Linked DNA regions of Sus scrofa: region 2 is linked to region 1. A link is a contact called in public HiChIP or PLAC-seq data. All regions are on one chromosome and are shown on one strand. Each heading gives the region's core, a stretch centred on a gene start, on an enhancer-like site or on the middle of the called end of the contact. The rest is flanking DNA. Distances are from core to core; before and after follow the strand shown.

The links. HiChIP or PLAC-seq counts read pairs in DNA pulled down with a chosen protein or histone mark.
Region 2: an H3K27ac HiChIP or PLAC-seq map of alveolar macrophages shows a contact between it and region 1. The contact joins the promoter of SCARB2 here to the enhancer-like site in region 1. A contact is called at or near these places in 1 of 5 promoter capture datasets (liver), 7 of 47 Hi-C or Micro-C datasets (alveolar macrophages, fetal heart ventricle, heart right ventricle and 2 more) and 1 of 2 datasets of contacts at active chromatin or transcription factors (alveolar macrophages).

Annotation. Positions count from the first base shown.
Region 1 is chr8:71,863,245-71,869,165 of Sscrofa11.1, forward strand. It overlaps SCARB2 (scavenger receptor class B member 2), which reads right to left. Exons shown (of 12, transcript NM_001244155.1): 5 at 4,642-4,733. Among named protein-coding and RNA genes, the nearest start is that of NUP54, 33 kb to the left of the region's middle. Within about 2 kb of position 2,282, at least 5 of the 83 cell types and tissues checked have an H3K27ac peak or open chromatin away from gene starts, as enhancers often do. A contact at or near this core is called in alveolar macrophages, where this site is marked.
Region 2 is chr8:71,906,911-71,913,693 of Sscrofa11.1, forward strand. SCARB2 (scavenger receptor class B member 2) reads right to left here and starts at 3,551. Exons shown (of 12, transcript NM_001244155.1): 1 at 3,115-3,551. The coding sequence starts at 3,231.

The DNA of each region.
Region 1 (5,921 bases), core at 1,032-3,531:
TTTACATAAATGTGTTTAGCATCCTCAATGAGACAAGCGAAAGCAAAACATCCTTAGAAAAGAATGGTATGTTATTAAAAATAAAAAGGAAAGAATGAAGTAAGAGTAGAAAGACTGAAAGAATGAAAAATAGAAATCTCGGGGCATAAAAATAGTTTCTGAAAGAAAACCTCAACATAGGGATAAACTCTATTGGCACGTAGTTGGCACAGAGAAATGGCTAAATGAAAGATCGTTCTAAGGAATTTATGCAAATATAAACTCAGAAAGGTTAAAAATTAAAGGATCAAGCTATACAGAATATATCAAGGGGCTCCAATGAACAATTAATAGGAGTTTGGGGAAGGGTAGTGAGAACAGAGTGAATAACAGAGAAGCAATAATTTAAGAGGCAATTGCTGAAAGTTTTCCAAACCTTAAGAAAGATATGAGGCCTTAGATTAAAAGTATGCCCCAAGGGCCAAATGCAGTAAATAAAATAAATTCAAACCTGGATATGTTGTAGTAAAACTGCAAAAGGTCAAGGAAAAAGATATCAAAAGCCAATGGAGGGAGTTCCCGTTGTGGCTCAATGGAAATGAATCTAACTGGCATCCATGAGGATGCAGGTTCAATCCCTTGCCTCGCTCTGTGGGTTAAGGATCTGGCATTGCTGGGCTGTGATGTAGACCACCAGCCACAGCTCTGATTCAACCCCTAGCCTGAGAACCTCCATATGCTGCAGGTGTGGACCTAAAAAGACAAAAAAAAAAAAAAAAAAAAAAAGCCAATGGAGTAATAGCTTCTTAATTTCTAAATGTCAACCTAGAACTCTACACCCAATGAAAATCATTGAAAATTAAGAGTGAAATAAAGATCTTTTAAATATGCAATGTCTAAGAAAGTATAACACCCACAGATCCTTACGGAAAGAACTACTAAGGAGGCAGGAGGCAGATGGGTCCCTGGGCTGGGAAGAGCTGGGACTCCTTAGGCCAAGGAAACTGGGCCTTGTTTCTCTTTGACACCTCAAGGAAAGAGGTGAAGGAGCCAAGCTCAGCCGGAGTGGAGAGATAAGATTGTTAGAAGAAGGAGAAGGCAGAGGCTGGAGCAATGAGATTGCCAGGGAAGTCTGCTGACCAACACAGTGGTCTCAAGCCCTGAGCAGGCGAGACTTCCCCGCTGCAGGGGAGTGCTTGATTTTTTATAGACAGGGGCGTTTGGCTGAGCCTTGTAGTCTGTGGCCTTGGGGCTTATCTTTGTCTTTGGGAACTTATCCGTTACATGGGCCTGCTTGATAAGAGGGAGTCTGTGTCCTTTTAGGCCTTGTTTCATGTTCCATCTAGAAAGATGACCATTCAATCACTCCTGGGGTCAAGGAGAGCTCCCCAATTACACATGTGCAGTAAGACTCTCGGGGTCAGAAAGGGAGGGGGCGCCAGGCCATATAAGTCCTGATACCTCCTGGCACCCTTTGCCCTGGAATCCATCTTTGTCAAAAGATGCGCACGCATGTTGGGGAGGGTCCTGTGTCCAGTCAGGTGTGAGAATTAAAACAGGACAATTGGCTAAAGGTAAACAAAGACCCAGAAGAACTGTCCTATATAAGTGATTTAAATCAGCTCTGGCTTGCTCCTCACTGAGGGGGACTCTGACTCCGACACCCACACTCCTCTTTAGGGCGTGCATTACAGCTTTGCTTCTGACTTAAATAAACAGGATTCCTCTGTGTGCTCTCCCACATGGTGTACTGTGACTCTTTTTTTTTTTTTTTTTTTTGGTCTTTTTTTGCTATTTCTTGGGCCGCTCCCGCAGCATATGGAGGTTCCCAGGCTAGGGGCTGAATCTGGAGCTGCAGCCACCGGCCTACACCAGAGCCACAGCAACGCAAGATCCAAGCCGCGTCTGCAACCTACACCACAGCTCACGGCAACGCCGGATTGTTAACCCACTGAGCAAGGGCAGGGACGGAACCCGCAACCTCATGGTTCCTAGTCGGATTCGTTAACCACTGCGCCACGACGGGAACTCCAGTACTGTGACTCATAACAAGAAACTTCCTCCTGTTTCTATAGCCTTTGCCTCCTTGAAACATTCTTGCTTTGAACAGGGGGCAAGAATCAGGGCAATTCTACTCTCAGCCTTGAGCTAATCTAGTGGTTAGGGCTCCTGGGTCTCATCCAGGCTGCCCAGGTTCAATTCCTGAGCAGACAATTAAGATCTCACTCCAAGCTGTCACTCACTGCTGTCTCTCTGAGATCACTAATAGAGGGTTTCTCAACCTACTAACATTTCGAGCCTGATAACTCTGTGGGCGGTCTGTCCTTTACACTGCAGGGTGTTCAGAGGCATCCCAGGTCTCCACCCAGGAGATGCCAGTGGCTAGCTCCAGTTATGACAACCAAAAATGTATCTGGACATCACCACTATCCTCTGGGGGCAAAACTGCCTCTTGTTGAGAACCGCTGTATTAATGATCTTCAGCAAGAAGAAACTAACCCCAGGGGGAAGATATGAGAAGGAAAAAAACCTAATAAAATATGTTGGGGAGTTCCCGTTGTGATTCAGCAGGTTAAGAATTCGACTAGTATCCATAAGGATGAGGGTTTGATTCCTGGCCCCACTCAGTGGGCTACAATCTGACATTGCCATGAGCTCGGTGTAGGCTGAAAATGTGGCTCGGATCTGGCATTGCTGTGGCCAGCTGCTGCAGCTCTGATTTGACCCCTAGCCTAGGAACTTCCATATGCCGCAGGTGCAATCCTAATAAGAAAAAAAACCTTAGTACATTTAATTATTTACTATAAAATAATGAACTTTTACTTATATTTGGCTTCATAAGAAGGTGAAACAAGTTGTAGACAAGAATAACACAAAAGCGGGGTGTGTGTGTATGTTTGTGTGTCTATGTGTGTTCAGAAATAGGCCAAGTTTGGAGCTCCCATCACGGCTCAGTGATAAGGAACCCAACTAGTATCCATGGGGGGTGTGATCCCTAGGTTTGTTCAGTGGGTTAAAGATCTGGTGTTGCTGTGAGCTGTGGTGTAGGTCACAGATACGACTCGGATCCAGCACCCCTCTGGCTGTGGCGTAGGCTGGCAACTGCAGCTCCAGTTGGACCCCTAGCCTAGGAATGTCCATATGCCACAGGTGCAGCCCTAAAAAGCAAAAAAAAAAAAGAAAGAAAGAAAGAGAAGAAACAGGCAAAGTTAATGGAAAAAGAGAAAATACACAGCTTTAGTTTTGTTAGGAAAATATATATTGTTAATCTAAGGACAGAATAGACATAAATGAGCTAAGGGTGAAAAAGAATGTCAAAGATGAGTCTACTTATATCAAATAATATATCATTATGTTATAAATGTATCAGTATTACAATATGCATATAAAAGGATTAACCCCCTTAAAAGACTAGGAAGTAACAGATTGGGTTTAAACCAAAATCCAGCCATATCCTGTGTACAAGTAAATATCCCTCCTAAGCCAGTGCCCAGTCATCTGATTCCCCTCCAAAGGCAACATTGTTGCCAGTGTTATGCTTTCAGGGTTCTTCTTTTCTAGGCAGAGTGTGTGTGTGTGTTTGTGTGTGTGTGTGTACACAAATGTATATGTATGAGTGTTTTTAAAAATCTAAATAAACTTTTAATTTAAAAGCAGTTGTAGCTTTACGGAAAAGTAGTGAAGCTAATATTCCACACCAGTTTTTTTCGGCCTGTATTTCTGGGAAGCTTCAAGTTAACTGAATGTTCATGAACAGGATTTCTCTTACCATAATCCCTGAAGAATTAGCCCTCTTTTCTCTCAAAGAAGTCTCAAAGACGTCTAATTTCTATGACTTACAAAAAAATCTTTTTGCTTTATGTGTGGCTTTATTGCAAGCAGCTTCAGTTCCTTCTTGGAGGTAGTTTGTTCGTAAATTATACATACTAAAATATTTTGAAATGCTGTCATACGAACTGAAAGGTTTTTCAATTTAAAAGAAAAACGCACAAAGCACAATCACTAAATTAAATTAAGAGAGCTTCTTTCCTTCCCTCAAAACAAGCAGGAGTTCCCATTGTGGTTCAGCGGTTAATGAAACGGACTAGCATCCATGAGGATGCAGGTTCAATCCCTGGCCTTGATCAGTGGGTTAAGGATCCGGTGTTGCCATGAACTGTGGTGTAGGTCACAGATGCGGCTTGGAACTTGCGTTGCTGTGGCTGTGGCACAGACCAGCAGCTACAGCTCCGATTCAACTCCTGGCCTGGGAACCTCCATATGCAGTGGGTGTGGCCCTAAAAAAAAAAAAAAAAAAGCAGTGATTTGAAATGTATCTGTGCTGCAGCTATGCATCATTCAGAGACTAAGACCGAGAGTGAAAACTTCCCTGGCTTTGTGATTCTTGCCTTGTCACAAGACACTTACAAATGATGAATATTTAATTTGTGAAGTACCCTACCCCCAATTTTGAATTAGAAAATAATAATTGTACACAGTCATACTATATTATTTATATTGTAGGCTATTTTACATAATTATAGATTTTAAAATGTATAGATAGGTATTTTTTCATCCAAAAAATGATACTGCTAAATTTTTTTTAAAATAAAGCAGAAGTGGACATTCGGTTTAAATGAAAATTGAAAAAAATTAATTACACCAATAAATCATTACACTTACGTTTTTCCATTCCATTCCACAATTTTGGAAAAGTTAAGGTAATTGTCTTCTCCAGTTAGAAAGACGTAGTCTCCATCGTTAGTGCCATTTTTCTGAAAATGAGTGAATATGGTCAACTAAAGTAACTGTGATGGTTCATTTTATGTGTCAGCTTGGCTAGGCTATGGTACCCAGTCCTTTTGTCAAACAATACTCTAGAGGCTGCTATATTTTCTAGAGTTCCCTTAAGTAAATGAGATCACTGTTGAAAATATGGGTGGGCTCGTCCAACCAGCTGAAGGCTTTAAAAGCAAACAGGTTTCCTAGAGAAAAAGGGATTCTCTTTAAGACAGCAATGTAGAAATCCTACTTGAGTTTCCAGCCTGCCAGATCATCTGTCCTATGGATTTCAGACCGGCCACTGAAATTCTGGATTTCAGTTATTGCCAGCCCCCACAAAAGCATAGGCCAATTCCTTAATATAAATCTCTCAGTAGATACAGATACACAGATCTCCATCAACTCCGTTTTCCTAGAGAACCCTAACTGATACAGGAAGCAGCACATTTAATCTTTATGAAACTGTCCTAGTTGGGCCCTAATTGCTACATGAGACTGAACCAGAACTAGGGAATAGAGTGACTATTTTGCTAAATCCCATACTAACCACATTATTACTTTATGGTTTTAAAAAGTATGAGCCCAATTAAATAACACACAAAGGATTTAAAGAAATCCTTTCTTTCCCCAAAGAAAATATCCAAATAGCCAATAAGCAATAAGTACGTGAAAAGATGCTCAGCCTTATTAGTCATTAGGAAAATGCAAATCAAAATCACAATGAGATACAACTTTCCAACCATGAGGATAGCAATTAAAAGAAAAGGAAAAAAACAGATGTTGGTGAAGATGTGGAGAAACTAGAGCCTTCCCATATCGCTGGTGGGAAGTGAGATGTTGCAACTGCTGTGGGAAAGAGTTTGGCTGGTTTGTCAAAAAGTTAAACCTAATGTTGCCATATGACTCCAACCTGCCACTCCCATGTATCTACCCAAGAGAATTCCACTCCAAGGTACAGATCTAATGTTCATACAAAAACTCCTATATAAATGTTCATAGCAGCATCATTCATAATAGCCAAAAAGTAGAAATAATCCAAGTATTCATCAGCTGAAGAATGGATAGAGAATTGTGTGGTATATCCATTCAGTGAATATTATTACACAGCCATAAAAAGGAAGGAAATGCTGATACATGTCACGCATGGATAAACCTTCTAAAAATACTACATAAAAGAAACT
Region 2 (6,783 bases), core at 2,301-4,800, 45 kb after region 1:
CACAGCTAAGATCTGAACACAGGGTATTTGACTTCAAATCTTACATATTTTTTTCCTTTTTTTTTTAGGACCAAACCTGCAGCATAGGAAATTCCCCGGCTTAGGGGTTGAATCCGAGCTGTAGCTGCTGATCTACACCTACACCACTGCTCACTGCAATGTTGGATCCTTAACCCACTAAGCACTGCCAGGGATTGAACCCAAGTCTTCATAGATACTAGTCAGGTTCATTACTGCTAAGCAACAATGGGAACTCCTCAAGTCTCATGTATTGTTTTTTCTTTGCTTACGTGGCTTCTAACAAAAATAAAACCGGTATCATTTCCAAATGATATAACTATAATACTGACCATAACCCATGAAAAGTACACTCATTTTCTCTAATAATTCTTATAATCCCTCTATTTGCGTGGGGTGCTATGATCTCCATTTACAGATAGAAAAACCTAGAATCCAGAAAGGCTAGGCACCAGCCCAAGGTTACCCAGATAGTAGCTGGTAGAGTCAGGATTCATGTCCACAGATTGGCCGGCAAAGTCCTTCCTCTTTCCCACGCCTCTCATGCTACCACCCTACAGGTGATCCAGAAAAGCAGGATGGTGATGATATAGCAATGAATGACCTCTGGCCCCACAAGAGCCCCTCGCCTGTCCACTGAAATTCTCCCTGGCACACTCCGTCTTGTGCAGGGTTGCTTAACAGGGTCAAGGAATGCGGCAAGTCCACTTCCCCTGTACTTTGGTTTATTAGTCAGATCAGAGTCCATGCCTCAGGGAGAAAAGCACCAAAAATCAACGCGCACTCAAGCCCCACCCAAGCTGCCTAATAGCGCCTCCCCCCTCCCTGCCCCCACCCGTGAACACAGCCACAGAGTGGCTGAGGGCTGGTAATGAGTACCCAGGGCACTGGGGCGATCAACTGTCCTGCCGGGCTCCCTTGAAACAGCCTTTCAAAGCCACGCAAGAAAATTCAATGGACTATAATTGGATTGCTCAACTCTAGTCACCCAGGAGAGAGGTTACATCCTTGAACAATCTTGCCATGGCTTTGCAGGGGCCCGGGAGTGGAGAAATTTGGTTTAGCTTTTTCTCCGAACACAGGTGCTCAGGGAAAACAATGGCCTTTAAGAAGCTTTGTCTCCCCTTGGCAATGTGAACTTAAAATAAATAAATAAATAAACTATGCTTTGCAATGGCATTTTTTTTTTTTTTTTGGTCTTTTTGCCACTTCTTGGACTGCTCCCACGGCATATGGAGGTTCCCAGGCTAGGGGTCCAATCGGAGCTGTAGCCACCAGCCCATGCCAGAGCCACAGCAATGCGGGATCCAAGCCGCATCTTTGACCTACACCACAGCTCACGGCAATGCCAGATCCTCAACCCACTGAGCAAGGCCAGGGATCGAACCCGTAACCTCATGGCTCCTAGTCGGATTCGTTAACCACTGAGCCACAACAGGAACTCCTGCAATGGCATCTTTTAAAAATTGCCTTTAACTATCAGATTTCAAGTAATTGATGGCTTTTTTTTATTTTATTTTATTTTTTCTTTTTAGGGCCACACCTGTGGCATATGGAGGTTCCCAGGCTGGGAGTCCAATCTGAGCTACAGCTGCCTGCCTATACCACAGCCACAGCAACTTGGGATCCAAGTTGAGCCTCTGACCTACACCACAAGCTGGCAGTAATGGCAGATCCTCAACCCGCTGGGCAAGGCCAGGGATGGAACCCAAGTCCCCATGGATACTAGTCCGGGGTTCATTAACCACTGAGCCACAATGGGAACTCCTAACTGATGGGTTCTAGAAGCCTCTAGTAGGAGTTCCCGGTGTGGCTCAGTGGTTAACGAATCCGACTAGGAACCATGAGATTGCAGGTTCGATCCCTGGCCTTGCTCAGTGGGTTAAGGATCTGGTGCTGCCGTGAGCTGTGGTGTAGGTCGCAGACGTGGCTTGGATCTGGAGTTGCTGTGGCCTAGGTTGGCAGGTACATCTCTGATTAGACCCCTAGCCTGGGAACCTCCATATGCCCAGGGATTGGCCCTAGAAAAAAGCAAAAAGAAAAAAAGAAACCTGTATTAAAGAAATATGCCTGTTGCCACCTAGAATGAAACAATCTTGCTAACTGGGAATGCAGTGATCAAATCCGGAGGTAGCCTGGGCTTTTTTATCCGGCCAGGAGCAAGAGTTAACCAGCAGGAGAAACGAGGCATGAAGTTATGGGTGCTAAGGAGAAAGGCTGCTCCAATCTTTTTCTTTCTTTCCCTTTTGTTTTAGGAAAAAGTGTCTCAGTAACTCTCTTTTTCATCTTTCCACACAGATTGGTGGATGTGGGTGACAGGGCAGAAGAAATGACTCCTGGGGAAGCCATAGGATGGAGAAATCTGAAATGACGAGCTCTCCAGCCCACCTACCTAGGTGGACGGGACTGGCTCAGATTCTGTTATGAATCGAAATGCATCTTTGCCTGAGGTTTACCGCTGTTGAAGAGGAAGAACCATGAGTGAGACAAAGCAACGGAGGATGTTGGTTCTGACCGAACCGGCTAAGTCTGTGGGTGAGCACTGAAATGTCACCCACCCCAGAGGCCTGGCCTGGCTACCCAATGCGAGGCCCAGCCCAGGAAGGCAAGAACACAATAGACCACACACCCGCTTTTCCTCCTCAGCCCCACACCACTTCAGAGGCCTCAGCAAGCAGCCAAAAACCTGTTCCAGCTGTGGTGTCTTTCATTTAGTTTTATTTCTTCATGAAGTCGGAGGGAAACGAGCTTGGGCCCAACAGTGATGGGGCAAAGGGAGGGCCTGGGGTGGGGGTGGGGGAATGCAAATGGTGGAATATAAGGGCTAGCCTTTTAAAAAGTCGAGATCCAGAGTCTTATTATTCTAAAAGGAACACGGTCAGTGCCATTCCTCGCCATCCTTCTTTAACCCTTTCCAGCCCACCCCGAGAAGGCGAGGGCGAAAAAAGGGCTCTGGTCCAGAGGGTTTGCCCGGGCACAGATCCTCCCTGGACAAGGTTCAGCAGTGGGGAGTGGGGTGGAAGTGTGCCCCCAGCACTCAAGCGCCTTCTCTCTCTCTCTCTCTCACACACACACACACACACACACACGCCTCACCTTCTCGATCGCCTGGTCCACGGCCTTCTGGAAGACTCTGGCCACCAGCAGCGTGACGCTGGTCACCAGCAGGAGCAGGGACAGCGTCCCCACCGCGTAGAAGCAGCACCTGCCCATCCTGCGCACCGCTCACCGGCCGGGGGGCGGGTGGCGGGAGGGGAAAGGAGGGAGGAGCACCGCCGCCGCCCCCGCAGCCGCAGTAAGCAGCCGGAAGACCCGGGACCCTCGGGCGGGTGCTCGCCGCTCCCCGCTCCGCGGCTGGACGATCGCGGCCTCGATGCACCCGGCCTGCCGGCGCGGAGTGGAAGGGTCGCTTTGGTTTCGCTTTCCCCCGCCCCGGCAGCGGCGGTGGGGAGGGAGCGCGCAGGGTGGGGACGCTGGCCGGCCCGGCTCGCCGCAGCCCCGGGAGGAGACAGCGGGCAGCTGCGCCGGGAAGCGGGCGGGGCGGGGCGGGGGCTGAGCCCGCAGTCATGTGCCCCGCGGCAGCAGCTGCGATTCGGCCGGATCGACCCCGGCCGGTCCCCGCAGCGCCAGCCGCGCCCCCGCCCCCTCGCCGCAGGCCCCCGCGGTCACCCGGGAAAACCGCGTATCCTCCCGGGCTGTCCCCGCTCCTCGGTCCGGAGCTGCGGGCCTACAAAGGGCCGCGCCGGCAGATTCAGCCTGGATAGGACACTGCCGCTGCTCTAGACGAGCTCACAAGTTAACGGAGACACTGTTACAGCAGCAAAAGCGCAGTGTAACAAGTGCTTTTATGGGGTGCCTGCTGAGATCTGTGCCCGCAAGCATCTCTGCCTGGGTGACCAAGGACCCCACAACAGAACTGGGACTTGGGGGATGGGTAAGGGTTTGTCACGTGAGGGGTGTGTGCGAGGAGGGAGGCAGCATTTGGAGAAGAAACAGCTGTACGACCTTGGGGGTGAGAGAGCAAGATGGTCAGAGAAAAGAAGGAACTTCCTTTGCCCGCAGGCTCAGGTGTGCAGGTTGGGGTGGGAGGTGTGGAGGCCCCCTTGGGGTCAGACTTGGAAGCGCTCCCGTGTCCCGTAGAAGAATTGCGGCTTTATCTTACCGCAGGGAGGGGATCCGCAAGAAGCCTAAGCAGGAGGCCCGGAGGTTCTCACCTGCCTGGTTCACCGATACTACGTCCCAGGCACCGAGACTAAAAGTCCGCGCGCAGCGGGGACTCCATAAACATTAGTTGAGGGAACCCAACTATATGGCAACTATATGGCAACTATATGGCAGTCCTTGGCTAGGCGCCAACACATACCTACTTAATACCCGCAGCAGCCTTGGGGCTGTTGATCCCAGCAGCGTTAGAGAGGAGCAGGGGTGACAGGAGCACCGTTTGAAGGACACGCAGGTGTGGCTTCTGTGCAGGAGCGCGGCAAGGAAGGAAGGAAGGCTGGACAGGACGAAGTACCCAGCGCAGCTCTAAGAAAGTTCAGCAAGGCCTATGGGGGTGGTGTGGGGTGGGGGGGTGTCCTCAAGCCAAAATGGCCTGGTCCAGGAATCCAGCACCCTCCAGGAGCAGCTTCTTAGTCATGACTGGGAGCAGCCCCAGGAAACTGGCCTCTGTCCCAAGCTGGGATGAGCAACAGCAGATAGATTTTAGGGCTCAGCGGCTGTGACAGGGCTCCGGGTCAGGGCTGCTCAGCACTGCAAGGCCTGAAAAGTACATTTTCTTGGTCCCCATGGTAGTAGTATTTCCAGTTTGTACATAAGGAAGCCATGGCTCTGAGAGGTAAGTCATCTAACAAGCTCAACCAGTTGCTGAGTGGTGGATCCTGCTTAGGCCAGAATGCAGGCCTGGTAGCTCCCTCGGTTTTTCTACCCTGTGTGTTGCTGCCTCCCAGCTGCTATCAGTGAGAACCTGGGAACAGTGGGTTCAGCTGGGAGCCTCTGCTGAGGACTAGGTGAGATGCCCTATACCTTCAAAATGGGGGCGAATGGGAGTTCCTGCTGTGTGTGAGTTAAGAATCCAACTGCAGTGGCTTGGGTGGCTGTGGAGGCCCGAGTTCAGTCCCTGGCTGGAGCAGTGGGTTCAAGGATCTGGTATTGCAACTGTGACTCGGATTCAATCCCTGGCTGGGGAACATCCATATGCCACCAGTGAGGCCATTAAAAAAGGGGGTGGGTGGCAGATACGTTGACACTCCTACTATTGACAGGTGGGGTCTATACTGTTTCCCTTGAACTTGCCTTGATTTAGTGATTCCACCATATCCTGGAACTCCTGAAGATAGATCATGAATACCTTGCAGCTTCTGCCTGGGCCTCTGGAAATGATCGCCCTGAGCCAACACTAAGCCCAGCTACCCTGAGGAGGCCTCCATGCTAGAGGGAACAGGGGAGAGAATACAGCGAGATGCTCTGCCAGCCCTCTGCTGTCCCTGGCCATTTGAGTCATGGGCCCCAGACACGCTGGGGCAGGGCAGTCCCTTCCTGGCCCTGCCTGAAATGCAAAATAAAGGATTGTTGTTGTTTTTATGGCCCTAGTTTCTGGCATGTTACTTGGTTTTAGATAACTGGAGCAGACTATGAGGGCAGGCCTGAGCCTGGGACTTTGATAGTGACAACAGCTGCCCATTCCCGACTCTACCCATCTGTAGCTACCTAAGGTCTTTGAGCAGCAGCCCCAGAGAACCAGGCCTGGGTGGGGTCTGAAATGATTCAACTCTGCCAAACCGCGTGACCAGGAGGCCTGGGTGGCCCCCAGTCATTCCTCTTGCACCATCAGCAGCCTTTCCCTACGCCCGATCCTGCCGTGAGGCTGGCCTGTTCCGCCTCCATCTCTGCTTTAGGTTCCAGCTAATGGATGACGGTCCAGGGCCCCAGTTTGCTTGCGGGGCTCTGCTGGTGCAGGAACCCTCACTCGTCCTCTCCCCAGGTATGAGTGGGGTCCTCTGCAGCCCGTGGGTGTCCTCTCCTGCCTTAACTGGAAAGAAGATTTGGGAACTTGCCCAGCTGGAGTATTTGGCACCCAGTGACTCATGCTCATATTGATACCCCCCACCCCCGCCCCCATCTCCAGACAAGACCAGCTTTCCTCTTTGCTGGCCCCAGTCTTGAGGGCAAACTGCATAGCTACCCACTCAGTCCAGCCCTGGGCCACCCATCCCGGGGCACTGCTTCTCCTCATTCTTCATTCAGGTCCCTTCTTGCCTCTTGTCTGGGTCCCTAGGGGAGTAACAGACTGCGGGGATGGGGAGATGGACCCAGATTTGGTAAGCACACCTCGGTGGTGGGGGGGCCTCCGAACCAGGGTTTCCAGCTTAGTGGCTCTCAGTTTACCTTCCCTTTGAGGCTCTCTCATTCGGACAAGAGCCCTCATTTTCGCCTCGTCAGCAGTCTGTGAGCTGTTTCCCCTTTAAAACTCTGATCCAAACTGGACAAAAAGCTCTTTCTCAGTTCCCCTTAGCACAGCTGACCAGACTAGCATTTCAAAAATGGACTAAATACTAAAAGAGAACAAAAAGGACCTAAACTACAGAAAATCTAAACAGCCTTAAAACACACACACACACACACAAAAAAAAACTCATGTACGGAAAATAGCAATCTATAATCCTACAGCAATATCTTTCCTATCATCATGAACTGATGACTTTTTAGCACCTGGCCTGGCTGTCTTCTCAGTTTCACCTTCTTCATCCCATGGCAGCTACTGGG